2 separate regions of the Mus musculus genome follow, and region 2 is linked to region 1. A link is a contact called in public Micro-C data. All regions are on one chromosome and are shown on one strand. The core of a region is the stretch at or near the end of the contact, and the rest is flanking DNA. Distances in the headings are between cores, read along the strand shown.

Region 1 (7,182 bases), core at 2,426-4,925:
AGGTGGGTGGGACGAGGTACTAAGAACCAGAGGGAAGAAGGGAGTAGATTAACTATTAGTTAGGGAGGGTCCTACAGTAATCAGGGATGTTATAAATGGTACTGTTAACATCTTTCAAAGCAAAGAAGCCATGCAGTGGCTGAGGGTGGGCATGCATACTAGGCCCTGTGTGCAGTGTGATGGGTTGTACATTCAGTGTAGTGTATGGGTAGGAGGAGAGAGAAGAGCCAAGTAAGAGTGAAGAAGGTCTCCCACTAAAGCAGAGGTTCTCAACCTTCCTAATGCTGTGACCCTTTAATACAGTTCCTCATGTTGTGGTGAACTTTAATCATAAAATTATATTTGCTACTTCACAGCTGTAATTGTACTACTGTTATGAACTGTGATGGAAATATCTGATATGGAGGATATCTGATAGGCAACCCTAAAGGGGTCGTGACCTACAGGTTGAGAACCCACCTCTGCTGGTAGGACCAGGCATGGAGATATAGACAGAGAAGTAATGCTTGGGACAAACTGGTTGGATTTGAAACTACATCTGGGGAACTTAAGGCAATGCAGTGCGTTTTATATTCTCCTCTGTGCTTAGAGATGTAATTCTAAACATCAAATTGTACAGCTTTCGTGATTACAGTGGAAACAGCACAATAACACGAATTTCAAAGAAGAATCGGAGTTCCTCTAGGCTTTGGACATAGTGTTGAAATGTGGGTGATTATAAGAAATATGGAGATATGAGTATCTTTGAGGAGATGAACATACAGAAGATAACCCGCACCATGGTCTGGGTGTGTAAGGACGCTAAAGTTCACTTTTAAGAAGAATAACACATGATGTATATTTTCATCGTTATTCTCGTGACTTTTGAAGCCTTAGATCCTATAAAAGAAAATGCAGCAAACTCCCGCCTGCACGGAAACCTGTCTCTACACACCATTTCCTTCCTCCGCCATTTGCCTAGCCACAGAATTTCCTCATGCCAGAAAATCCTTCCGGTGTGCAAGAGGAGCTTTCAGGTCACACGTATATATATTTGAGCCTTTGGGACCCCGTGATGACATAGTCAAGACTCAGTCTAAGCCAGGTGCCTGTTTTCCATCTGAACTCCTTACAAATTACAAATTGTGTGGTTAGGGCTCAGAAATCAGAAACCTGGGAAAGGTGTCACGTGATGGGTGTAGCCACCCCCAGTACCTGACATGTTATCACTGTCATTTAACACATAGTGCAGGAAATCCTGCTCTTGGCAGAAGAAATTCAAAGGGCCACTTCATGATCTCCTTTGATTTCTTTCCCCCTGGGTAACACCAAAGTGTGGACAAATATATACTTTTTTTTCCCTCAAGTGAATTGCAAGTGACACTCCATTTTTCCCCCGCATCTTCATCTTATTTTCCTATCAACCTCTGGAACTCCCCGGCCCTTCTAGGCTGACGGACATGTTGCCTGCCTGCCCAGGGGTCTGCTGCAGACTCTTGCCTGTGCCTTGATGTCCGTGCATCTTCTCTCGTTTGCCAGGTTCTGACTTTGTCACATGTCAGCCCTCATGCCTTGATCAGTCTTCTTCGGCCTCCATATGCATTCCCACCTTGGTGCCCCACTGGCTTGCTTTTCTACCTAATATACTTATTTAACGCATTTTTGTTTTAGCTTATTTCAAACCCCACAGCTTTCATCAGGATCATCAGAAATCCAGGCATGGCAGTAGCCCGTTGTGTGACTCGGATATTGCTTCTTTAGTTCATCTGGGCAATAGCGTTTGTTGAAGGGCTACTCTGCTCCATGTACCATCATTCCAATAATCCATGTGGTTGCCAGAGGGTGATTTTAAGACATGGAAATATGTTGTGTTATTCTTGACACTGGAGCCCAGGGCCCCAATTTGATCTAGTAGAGCCATCACATTGTAGAATCTACATTAGAACCTACTTTTAGAACTTATATTGGAATCTACACAGTTTATAGATTGTTTAGCACCATGATTATATCTAGAAAAATATGATTCTTTGAAAAGAAGGTAGGTGGCTATAGTGTTGTAGAACTGAAAGCAAGGAAATCGACCTGGTATGATGCATACACGGAATCAAGATGGATGAAATCCACAAGATCACAGCACCCTGTACCACCATTTTCTGGTGCAGTGTGCATCACTTAGTCAGGTGAGGTATACACTACCCATCCTTACTTCCTGCCACATGAGCCTTCCCTCAGGATGGCTGGTGGCAGTATGCTCAGCAAATGTCAAGGCATTTATTTCCAGGTATGTTTCACTTTTTGGATAAGTATTTATTTTGCACCTCCTCTTAACTGTTCAGGTATAGCAAGAAAAATGAATCCTTGCCTTGCTAGAAGCTCTAACTCTGTTTAGGCAACACGGTCAGATTTCCAGCTTTGGCCTTGGAGGTGTGGGGAGTAGATGAAACATTGGCTCCTTCTGACCTTTCTCCTCTGTCTTCTCTGGGCAGAATATCTCCATGCATAATACAGTTGGTGGGACCATGACGGGACCCGGAGCTCACCAGCTAGGCAGCACTCGGATGCCCAACCATGACAGCAGCGTTGTGATTCAGCAAGCCATGCCTTCTCCCCAGTCCAGCTCGGTCATCACTCAGGCTCCTTCCACCAACCGCCAGATTGGGTAAGAAGACTTCCTCTCTGTCTCTGGAAGAGCTCAGGCAACCTTTTGTATATTCTCCCTGGTTCTAGTGCTTGGATTTGTTGTTTTTCCCGTCTGATATGATGCTGCCAAAAGAGTGATGCTTTGGATGAGAAAAGGCGTCTCCGTTTGCTTGGGGCTATTTTGATCCTAGATGTCGAGGGGGAAAGCTATTCATTATGTGACCTTATTTCTTCAAATAAGATTTGTGAATGGCAGACAAAATTAGTGGTGTCATGCAGACCGCAGAAGACTGCTCAGGAGCAATGGTCGGTGGCAACAGAGAGGAGTTCTGCTAGCCCAGGCACCTCCTGGCAGTGTGACCCCAACCACAAACTCCTTCCTAGGGGGTTTGCAGCTGCTTGGCTGGGACACCTGTGTATTCCACAACTTGCCATTCTTTCTGGTCTTTCTTCCCACCTCTCTTTCTTGTTATTTCTTTCTCGTCAGCCCTTCCTGGCCTTTCCATTGGCCTATACTTGTAAGCAGGGCCCTTCCCTCTCATTTATGAAACAAGGCAATATTAAGACCTTGAGGGAAACTGGTAGAAGTATCTTGACATCTATACATATCATGTCTTGGAAATTGTTCTCGCTTCTTTACATCATATGACTGGTTTGGCCCCTTGCTGCAGAGTGTGGTCTGACCATCAGCAATGCGGGCATTACTCATCAATTTCTTAGAAACGCCGAATTCTTAACCTCCCCACTTCCTTATCTCCAGAATGAGGATGGAGTTTGTTCTTTACATGCCTCTGAAGAGAGGCACTGACTTCTTGTGCGTACATTGATGGGCACTGGCAATTGGCTGCCCCTGAAACCAGAAGGGGAACTTGCTGTGTGCTGTACTCACCTCCAAATGCAGTCTGAATTCTCAGGGGGCTACTAGCTGTGGTGACTTAAAACACAATTTTGAGGCTTCCTTACAATTTTTCCTAGTGCCTTTTCCCTGAGAACAAGAGTGGGCACAGGACAAAGCCTTGGCTCACTCCTTGAGTGCCCTAGAATAGGGAACTGTGTCTCAGACTTCTCGGTTAGGTGACTCAGAGGGACAAAGCACAGGCAGTGAGTGTGGATGTCCGGGTCCTTGCTTTTGCTTTAAAATGCGGGTATCGTCCTAGCCAAGTATCTTTGCTAATGGTTTCTTCTCAAGCAACTTGAAAAGCAAGTATTGCCACTATCTCTAAACCACAATGTCCTTGGAAGGTAATGTGGCTTCATTAAAGATGGTGTCTGCATCCCGGGGGACTCCTTTTTCTCTTGGGCCCTGGCTGCGGGCAGACAATTCACAGCTGGACCAGCTAATTATAATTATTTTATTTTTCTTTCAAGGGGGGAAAAGCATAAAATGTGCTAGAGTTTACTAGCAGTTTTACAGCATTCTTCCCCCCCTGCAGCCCTCGCCTGCCCCTTGTACCCCTGCCCACAACCCTCTCTGAGGCCCTTAGTGTTCCCCATTGTTAACGCAGCACTGGGTTTTATGAAGCAATCCTTTTAAGGCTAGCACTAAATTTTAAGATGGGTGTTGACTCTGTCAATAATTTACCCAGCTGGCCCCAGACTGTACATTTTGGGTGACATTTGTAGGCTGTGTCACTCTGCCGTTCTTTCTGCTTCTTGGGGGCGTTGTGTGTATGTGTTCTAGGAGATAATTGTTACTTCTAGGGCTCTGTCTCTGTCTCGTTGCCCAGCTTGAGGGAGGCTATTTCTTTTCTCCAGATCCTTCCCTGTTGTGCTTACTCTGTTGATTCAAAACCCCCACATCCTGTCACTCCTGGGCTTCTTCTCCTCCACGTGACCCATCCAAAGCTCTGCCCAGATGATCGAGGGGCTCAGCAGGACCCAGCCCTGCCCTTCTCACCAGTGGATTGAGTATGGAACCCTAGGTGGTAACACTTGGGGATGGTTGGCTCTTTTATTTCCCTCAGCAAAGAGGAAATGAGTGCTCATTTTAAAATACGAGTTCCCCTGGGAGATGTCGGCAAATGAGCATTTGAAATTGCAGATAGCTTTTTAAAAATTTCTAGTGTGTGTGTGTGTGTGTGTGTGTGTGTGTGTGTGCGTATGGGCACATGCATGAGCATAGAGAACCATATTGTAGTAATATTCTGATTTTTATCACAACCTCAAATATTTAAGTGTCAAAATCTGGCCAAGCCACCTGCAAATGTTTGTCATGGCGATTGGCCAACAAAAACAGCACACAGCAATGAAAGTCTTCATTCAGGCTAGGTGCTGAAGCTGCATCCAGCCAGAGAGACTGGGACCCACCTGTGCCCACGCATAACACTCTTGTGCTGTGGCCAGCGGGTGTATTCACAACTGGAACTTTGCAGGAGACGGGACTGCCTGACTCCTATCCCTGTCTTTTCTTCCCTTTCACTGGGGCTTAGATTCTGTAGCCAAGTCTCTCTCTCTCTCTCTCTCTCTCTCTCTCTCTCTCTCTCTCTCTCTCTCACTGTCTCTCTGTCTCTGTCTCTCTCTGTCTCTGTCTCTGTCTCTCTCTTCTTCCCTCCCTCCTTCCCTGCCCCCACCCCCTTTTCATGCTGTAAAGGTTAAGCTTAGAGGCTTGGCATAAAGGTCTGCAAAATGGATGTGATGCCAGTTATCAGTAAAGCCTTCCACGACCAAGGGTACATACCCTTGTAGGAATCTAGTTTTCACACTTGGGCTGAGGGGGGCAGACACTGAGACAAAGCAGACCAAAACAAGTGAAGAAATATTAAGTATGTGGACACGCAGCAGCTTCAGCTTCTATTCTATTCCACAGCAACCCCTGCTATGCCCTTTGCTCAATTCTGTAAAAGTAGTGCTATTATCTCAATAGAAACTGCAGGGAAGTATAAATATCCCAAATTGCACTTGGGTGGTTAGACAGGCTAGAAAAACACACAGCTCTGGCGAATGTGGGAGGCATCTCCAAACCAGTGACTGCTTGTGCTCAGTAAAACTGGCAGATGCCCTGTCGGGAAGAGTGTCTTTGGCTGATTGATGGGGGTGTTTTAGGAGATAAGTTTCCCAGATGGGGTTAAAAAAAATGAGCTATGGGTTGTGGAGAGACAAGAGAGACAGAAAACAAGCATGTGTTAGCTAGAGATGAAATCGATTTAGCCTTGAACCAGCTATGTGGCACATTCCAAACAGTATCTCTACCCCAGTCATTTTTACTAGATATCGTATAACACGCTCATTAACTCAGGATCAAGTCAGCCAAGGCTGGGAACGATGGCACAGGAGCAGATAATCGCAATGTAAATCCCACGCGCCTCTCAGTGTCTCTCTTAACATGAGGCATTTCTCGAGGAGCAGGGGGTTAGTGGAGAATCTAGGTGGTGATCCTAATAGAGCCAAGCGTTCTTAGAGAAGTCCGTTTCCCTCTGAGGTGCTAGGTGATACATGCGCAGTCCCTCTTCGGGTGGGTGATGCAGATAATAAGGAAGGACACGGAGTTCTTCAACAACGTTCTACAGTAGAGGGTTCTGACAGGTTGCTAGAGGCACTGTTGACCCACTGACCTATTCTATGGATTTTCTTCTTGCTTTTTACTTCTCTGTATACTGGGTAAATGCATGCTCATGATGAGGGAGGCATCACAGTAATCGCTTATAATGAAAATTGTATGCATTAGAATATATACACGTGAAACATTTTGGTTGCATTAGTTAGCCAAATGTGGCAATACAGAGTGCATATATGAAGCTGCTTAGGTGGTAAATCCCTCCCTGATTTCACTCAGATTCTAGTCCGTGGGGTACAAATGCCTACATCATGCATAGTAAGTGGGTATGGGGTCATAAACTCTATTTGCACGGAGCTGAGGCTAGGCAACTCTACTTCCCCATAATAAACAGTGCAGAGTGTTGGGAGTCAAACTTGTTTTATATAAGAAGGCGCCGTTAGCATGGATTCCACATCTTCACACCCAGCCTATGCTGCTTTCTGGTGCTTCCTTGCAATTCCTTATGCTATGTCATGGACAGTGTCCAGTGATGGTCCCTCGGGCACACGGAGGAAAACCAACAAAAACAAACCATAAAGAATAAAAATCGAAAGTAAAGCATAGGTGGCAAGGCACGGCTGCTTTCTCCAAGGAGAACAAGGAGGCTCCGCTGTGTGGATTGCCATTGTCATTCGGAGTGCCATTAGCTAGGGACGGGGTGGGCGTTCAGAGGCAAGGAGCTCCTAGCACTATTCCTGTGTGAAAAAGAAATAAGGCGAGGTTGAGAAGTGCTGCATTCACAGACAGGGAGTTTAAAAATCAAGATAATAGGACACCACAGTTTAAAATGTGCTGCAAATCCCACGTTTGATATCATTATTAAGAGTTTTCCTAAATACCTCAACCAACCTAAGCCTAGCTGTGGCTGTCACTGTCCACCATAGGCTTACGTTGGGGACATCCTGGCCAGTTCCTTCCTGTCGGAGGCAGTGGGGTTAGATTTCAGGTTGTCTTGCAACTGCAACCCTCAGTCAGGACAAGTCGATGCTGCCTTTAAGTAATTCAGACCAGAATCCATTATTTCCTGC
Region 2 (7,084 bases), core at 3,388-5,887, 260 kb after region 1:
ACATGCATGCACTCATCCAAGAAGACAAGAGAGATAAAACATGTTTCCCCAGGATGAATCTAAGCAGTGGGAAATACTGAGATGTTTATTGGCATGCACAGACACAATACATCTACAAGGACACTGGCAACTCCTCTGCAGAGGCACACATGGTGATGCTTGGTTCATTTTAAGGTGTAAAAACTAGCTCTAGCTCAGCCGTTGGGCCATTTCGATTCATTCTTGTTAGCTTACAGTTTCAGTTTACAAAGCACTTAATGAGCACAGCATCTCTTATTCATCCTGCGGTATGTTCAGCTCTTTCAACTAATGGATGGATTTCTACTCCCTTTCCAAGTATTCACTTATAAGATGCATTTGAGTTCCCTTTTTGTATGCAAACAGCCAAATCATGCAATTAGGACTTGCCCACTTCTCCAGAACAAGGGGCCAGAACAGACACAGGTCAGGACTGTGCAATTTTTATGTTCAGGCGCATCCATTAAACCAGCCGTGGGAGACTCACTTAAGTAAAGTGCAGTATTCTTTAACAGCTGCTTTGCCACACAAAGAAAACCAGCATTGTGACACCTCCCTGTAGCCTCTGTATCTCTTGAATCGAACTTTCAATGTCAGAACAGAGATTAAAATGATGTCACTTAATACAGAGCGCTGCTCTTCTCTCTCCTCCCTGGCTCGCAGTGTTGTGTGTTGAAAGTTACCTTTTAAGGCTTACACAATGTTGATGATGTGTCCCGATAGTGACACGTAAACAAGTAGCAAAGAGTGTCTGACCATGAATGAACCTGAGCAGTCCATTCTCCAAAAACTGGGGAAATAGACACACACACACACACACACACACACACACCCTACCCCGTTCCATCCTAATCTAGATGTAGAGTAATCTGATCCAAGAGACTTCGCCTCTAGGGTCACTTAGTAAGATTTACCACAATTGTGAAAAAAAAAAAAAGACAGTGGATGGGTGATGCTCAACTCAAATATTCTCCAGGAGCCGTAAGAATACACACACGCATCCCATGTGCATCCTTTCTATTGCTTTTTAGTGGGTAAACACCGAATTACTGTGTTCACCTTACTACTATTGAGTGAAATATGGAGGACAGAAGAATCACAGATGCCCACAGGCTTTTCATCTCACGAATGGGCGTCTTCCTTGGTGAGTCATTCCGTCCCTTAGACCAGTCAGTTCTGGAGGAACAACTCCCTCATTGTGACTTAGAACCTAGTTCCTCTCATAATCTCCATTCGATGCCATGTGTCTGCCTTCGGCCTTAATTATAACCCGGCCCTCATTTGCACTTACGTTAAATAAAGAGTATGCAAAGTAGTTACTTGTTCCAACTCCCAACCATAAGCTAAGCGTGGCCTCGGAGTATGGGGTAGGTGTGGCAGGGACCTCATCCTTAGCTGCCATGCCTCCCTCTGATTTTCGGTTCTACTAGATGTCAAGCCAGGCAGTTTTGTTTTCAACATAACACCTGAACCTGCCCGTTTGCCTTGCCTCCCCTCTCCCTGCACCTTGCTACCTCTCAGCTAGACGACTGTGGCATAGAATGGCTACCATACAGCCATTCCTTTCTAAAACTGCTTTACCATCCACTCACTCCTTCAAACACAAACATCTCAGTCTTCTCTTGATGAGGACCAACAGGTTATTATTCTTCAGTGATAGGTTCCTGAGGGGAAGGGGGCAGAAATCAGTAATAACAAAGAAGATAGGACATTTGGGGTTAGGAGATCTTTCATTAAGCTACAACTTGTGCTAAACAAGTTTACTAAGTACAGCATCTTATATACAGTCTGCAGGGGACAGGGCCAGCAGAAAGCTATCCTACAATAGGACAAAGTCAGCAGGAAGGCTATCAAGTAATGACATCCAAAGGGAACACAGGATACCTCAAGTATGCCGAAGACCAAGTACCCAGCGGTCTTGGGACTGATAAGTACAGCCCTTCAAGAGAGTGAAAAGTCAGGTTCCTAGGATCCAGAACCCTGGCACCCTTAAGGCCACAGCCTCGCTACTGGCATTGCCAAACGTGTTTCTGGTTTGACACACAAATCTTAGTTCCTTCTTATACACCAGGGAAAGTCCAAGACAGGCCCAGCCCACAGCGCTCCCTGCTTCCCTTTTGATGCCTTCTTCTTTTCCCCTGACATGACTGCAAATATTTACACAACACATATATGTGTGCAGACAGAGGCCACTCTAGTACAAACACACACACCCATTTCTAAACTGAACTGCCTTCTGTGGCTCTTCACTAAGCTCCAAGCAAATCCCAGATTCAGGGACTTTAATACATTGACAATAAAATTCTGCAAATTCTCACAAGCATGTCTCCAATCCTCCACGTCTTTTCCCACCTTCCTGCTTCATTCCCTAGTCCCAGGAACGAGGATCACCATGCAGACCTGCCCCTTACCCGGGAATGAATTTGTTTACAGACATTCCTCTGTCAGGAATCCCTTTGCTCACCCCTTCATCCTACCAATGCCTGTCAAACTCCCACGTCCTCCAAGTTCAGGCCCAAGTCCCTTACTGAGAATTGCAATGTGTGTTTTTATCTACTCTCATAAGGTTTTAGTAGTCGTTTTACCGTAGTCTATCACAGTCTGCTTCATGTCACTATTTACATCTCTGTTTCACTCACCTAGTAGAATATCGCATCTGTGGAACTGTGTTGTAACTTACTCTTTTCTGTTGTCTCTTATGGTACTCAATACAGAGCTTGGCATTGAGACAAGGTTTGTAAATGTGTTTGAGTATATTTATATTCTACTAACTTCTATAATAATGCCAATAACTCCCTCCCTCCCTCCCTCCCTCTCTCTCTCTCTCCACACACACACACATACACACACATACAAACACACACACGACCTCAACACAAAACAAAATATAACAGTCTTATTTAAGAGTATTGGGAACCGATTGCTCAGATATTTCATCCAATATGAAAGGCCCCTCTTCCCCCCGACAAAATCCAGTAGAGAGTCCAAATGTGATGAGCATGTAACTTGTGAAACCTCAGAAAAGCTCTTAGCCATTCTCCTTTGGGTACACTGACCTTGTCCTGGAAGAAAATAATTGATCCAGGAGTCTAAGAGCTCTCCACCCTAGGACACATGCACACATCCCTGACATGCATACATCCCTGACATGCACACATTCCTGACATTCACACATCCCTGTCATGCACACATCCCTGATATGCACACATCCCTGACACGCACACATCCCTGACATGCACACATCCCTGACACGCACACATCCCTGACATGCACACATCCCTGACACGCACACATCCCTGACATGCACACATCCCTGACATGCACACATCCCTGACATGCTCACATCCCTGACATGCTCACATCCCTGACATGCTCACATCCCTGACATGCACACATCCCTGACATGCTCACATCCCTGACATGCTCACATCCCTGACATGAGGCTCCTTGACTTGCATTAATCTCAATGATGCTATGGCTCATGCAATCCAGTGGGTCCCAAATTAGCCAGTTTTTCTGACCTCCCACTCAGTAGTGGCCTTGGGGCTAATATTTTACTGGACAATCATGTTAAGTGCTACAGAGGTTAAAAGGAGCTTTCTGTGTTGACCATTCCATTAGACTCTGTTGATAGGCCATAGTTCCTGGTTACAGGCTCAGAGCACAAGGCCACCTTCCCATTTAGTCTGGGCCCTCCGAACTGTTCTCAGTCTAGATAAGAGCAAACATCTGTCTATATTTTCCTCGTTACAGCAAAGACACTTCTTGATGTAGAAAGTACAGAAAGCTCAAAGGTGACTCGCCGCAGAAATGCAATTAAAGCCCTAAAATTTTACAAGAAAACCTCAGCGAAACCAACTTTGAGATTTAAGGAGAAAGGCAGAGAATGGGGATTTTAAGTTGTTAGACAAGAAACAGAATTCTTTTTTTCTGTGTTATCTCGGATGGTTCCTTCCTGAGACGTGGGTTCTAGAACCAGAACAGCCCTAACCCTTTACTGGCAAGAGCTGCTCAAGACGCTGGTCATCTATGTCCCTTATTTTTAATAAGCATCCAACACTATTCACAAAGCTTCGATGTTGAATGTTCCTGTGGACTCCTATGCTGAAGGAAACATGGAAAACACCTTCCTGGCTTTAACTTTCAGATTTTCTGTCACTGGTAAAATATATTTAGAGAAATCTGCGTGTGCTTCCTGTCTGACAGATGAGTAGGATCTGAAAAGTGGGACAGTAAACCATTCTTTTATGCTCTACAGCAGAACCATTGCTGCTTGCCGGAGGATAACAGTCCTCATCAAGCCAGGCTTGGGCAGTGTCTTCCTCGATCCTTAGCTTTGTTTATAGAAAGATGGGTGGATGACTTGATATTGATTGATTGATTGATTGATTGACTAACCTACTGATCGATTCTTATAAGCGTCTGCACATCAGGGGCCTGAACAATAGAAAACCATTCAGGTCCACGCAGACCAACAGTCACATTCATAGAGGAGCTGCTGTCAGGGAGCCACAGAGACAGAAATCACCATTTCTGCAAAGGAGAACAGCATTGCCTCCTGTGGTTTTATAGCTTCCTCATCCCCAGCTCTCTGCATTTGAAAGTACAAGCTCTGTAAGTTGACTTGTACAGAATGAAATGTTCCCTCCCCTTGAGGGCAACAGTGAGTGGCTGGTTCTTAACTCCTGTATCTGTAGGATGTGACTGAGTTTCCGGGCAAGTTCTGCTCCGAGTGGGAGTGGCGCGTATTCACCGAGTCAGTCCGTTGGCATCGTGTAACTGAGCTTAAGGAGAAGGGGAAAGGGTGTAACTGGCAGCATGCGTGTTTCTTAATCTACAAGGCCCTGGGCTTGATCTCTCATCCCACAAAAGGAAAGAAGGAAGGGGAGAGGAGGGGGGGAGGGAACTCAAAAGCAGTGTGGCCGAGTTCAGTGGGAGAGCACTTGCCCAGAAAGAGTTAACAATTTCATTCTACTCTGTTTCTGGCACTGGACAATTAAATAGATGAATACGTAAATAGTCTTAGAGATAAATAGAACCTGGCTCAGCGGTGATCTGCCTTTTGTTCTTGGAGACCAATGACCGTTGGAGCCCCTAAACTTTGTGTAGTTTGTATGGCAAAATGGTTACCGAAGTATCTGGGGTTCTGGTGCTGCCAAAACCCCAGTCCTACTTAGACTTAGGCTGCTAGCCTGCCTGTCTGCGTGAAGATGAAAGAAAGGGCCTTGCTGCTCTCTTCTATTCATTCCCAGGACAGAACTTTTTCTTCATCTTGTCTTTTCTCTTTCTCTCTCCTTCCTTCCTTCCTTCCTTCCTTCCTTTCTTTCTTTCTTTCTCTTTCCTTCCTTCCTTCCTTCCTTCCTTCCTTCCTTCCTTCCTTCCTTCCTTTTTGTGAGATGAGGTTACAGACGAATATTGTAAATCCTTTCCAAGCTTAGCTTATAGAGTCTTCAGTATGACCCAGCAATGCTGCCTTTCATGGACTCTGCTTCTAAATATGGGGAAACTGCAGTATAAACCATCAAACAATGAAGAAAGCCTTATTTTACTTATTTTTCGTATACCCTTCAGGGATATAGTGAGTCCTACACAAACGAATAGAGTCGAGTTTCTATCCTTCTTCTGATCTCGAGAACTGGGTTACCAGCTCCTGAGTTTAAAATCTCCCAGAAAGCCTTCTGGCCACTCTGCCACTGGTCGCACAAAGAACAGATTCTCTAGAATTACTCTGTGTGTCTAGACCACTGCTCCCACCTCAAACTGAGGTGCCCTCCCCAGCCCCCACCCCAGAGGCTTCTAGAAGACGCTTACCTCACCAACACATTAGGAATACATTAAGGCCTGCTGAATATCCACCCTTATCCCCTTCTTCCCCGCAACCCTCACCCCGCGGCCCCGCCTGAGACCAGGATTCATGGCCTCTGACTTCATTCTGCTTGGAAACCAGCAACCGGTGAGACCGACCAAGAAACTTGTCATCAGGCAGGGCCTTTGTGAGATGGCAGTCTAATTAGCCATTTCATATTTTTGTTAATTCTCTTGCGATTCACGTTAAAAATATGTTCCATGAATGGCCGCCTGCTGGGAGCGAGGAGCCCCTGTCACTCAGCAGTTGCTCAGTGAACTAATAAATATCTGAGCCAGCAGTCTCGCCTCCTGCCTCAGTTCCCTCTTTCCCACCCGACAGCTGTGTGAGACCAGACCCTCACACCACTCTCCATACCCTGTGGGGTCATAAGGATTACCAAACCAGGAAGGGAACCTCGCCCACCCGGGAGTCTCCACTCTGCAAGTTTCCTTCAGAGGCCACTCTGCCTCTTGCCTATGAGGTCACCCAAAGACGGGCGTGGAGGGCTATCTTCAAGCACGCGTTATCATAAGCAGCCAATCCCCTGAGAGGATTTCAGCATTGGAGACTCCTAAGGGGAAAATGCCACTTCATCTACTAAGCCACATCAGCTGGAGCTGGGAGGCACCCAGCTCACATCTGTGGAACAGCTTGGACCAGGACCGTGTGTTCTGTCAGTGTTTAGGTGGGGCCCACTCTGCGGCCCTTGCCAAAATTTCAGCCGGGTCCTCCCTGCTTCCCACCCTGGCCCATGTTCATCATCTCTACTGAGCATCTCAGGAAAGAAACAGTAACCCCCCCCCCCCCAAGAGGCTCAACCCATCTTCTTCTGCCTTAGGAAAACAGGCGGGAACCATCAAAACATGACAGGGGAAAAAGCTATTTGGGCAACCAGCTCTGTAGTCATCTCTCTCATGATGTAGCCTTCTTACCCCGTGGATTGCAAAGGGAGACAGAGCAGCTAACAGCGATTGGCTTGTTCCTACCCACAATAAAGCTGTGTTTTCATGTAGGACGAAGGGTTGTAGCCCAGCCTATAACTGGAAATTTCAAAGAAAGAAGAAAATTCCATGCCAACACTAGAATCACCTCCATCAGTCTGCACTTGGGGACCAGCGAACTAATTTTTCTTTCTAGAACTTGCTGAGAGATTTCGTTAAGAGGGTTCATCTCCTTTTGTATACTGCTAGTGATATGCAACACTAGGAGTGGATCTTA

What was found. A called contact is a pair of places that touch in the nucleus more often than the background predicts.
Region 2: a contact with region 1 is called in a Micro-C map of macrophages, with 9 times the contacts expected there. The contact joins two enhancer-like sites. A contact is called at or near these places in 5 of 39 promoter capture datasets (cranial neural crest, embryonic stem cells, liver and 2 more), 5 of 484 Hi-C or Micro-C datasets (bone marrow-derived macrophages, epidermal suprabasal cells and macrophages), 2 of 115 datasets of contacts at active chromatin or transcription factors (bone marrow-derived dendritic cells and bone marrow-derived macrophages) and 2 of 9 other capture datasets (bone marrow-derived macrophages and embryonic stem cells).

The regions. Positions count from the first base shown.
Region 1 is chr6:53,445,081-53,452,262 of GRCm38.p6, forward strand. It overlaps Creb5 (cAMP responsive element binding protein 5), which reads left to right. Exons shown (of 11, transcript NM_001327821.1): 5 at 2,466-2,638. Among named protein-coding and RNA genes, the nearest start is that of Gm38815, 23 kb to the right of the region's middle. Within about 2 kb of position 3,676, at least 77 of the 459 cell types and tissues checked have an H3K27ac peak or open chromatin away from gene starts, as enhancers often do. A contact at or near this core is called in bone marrow-derived dendritic cells, bone marrow-derived macrophages and macrophages, where this site is marked.
Region 2 is chr6:53,708,689-53,715,772 of GRCm38.p6, forward strand. No RefSeq gene overlaps it. Among named protein-coding and RNA genes, the nearest start is that of Tril, 110 kb to the right of the region's middle. Within about 2 kb of position 4,638, at least 42 of the 459 cell types and tissues checked have an H3K27ac peak or open chromatin away from gene starts, as enhancers often do. A contact at or near this core is called in bone marrow-derived dendritic cells, bone marrow-derived macrophages and macrophages, where this site is marked.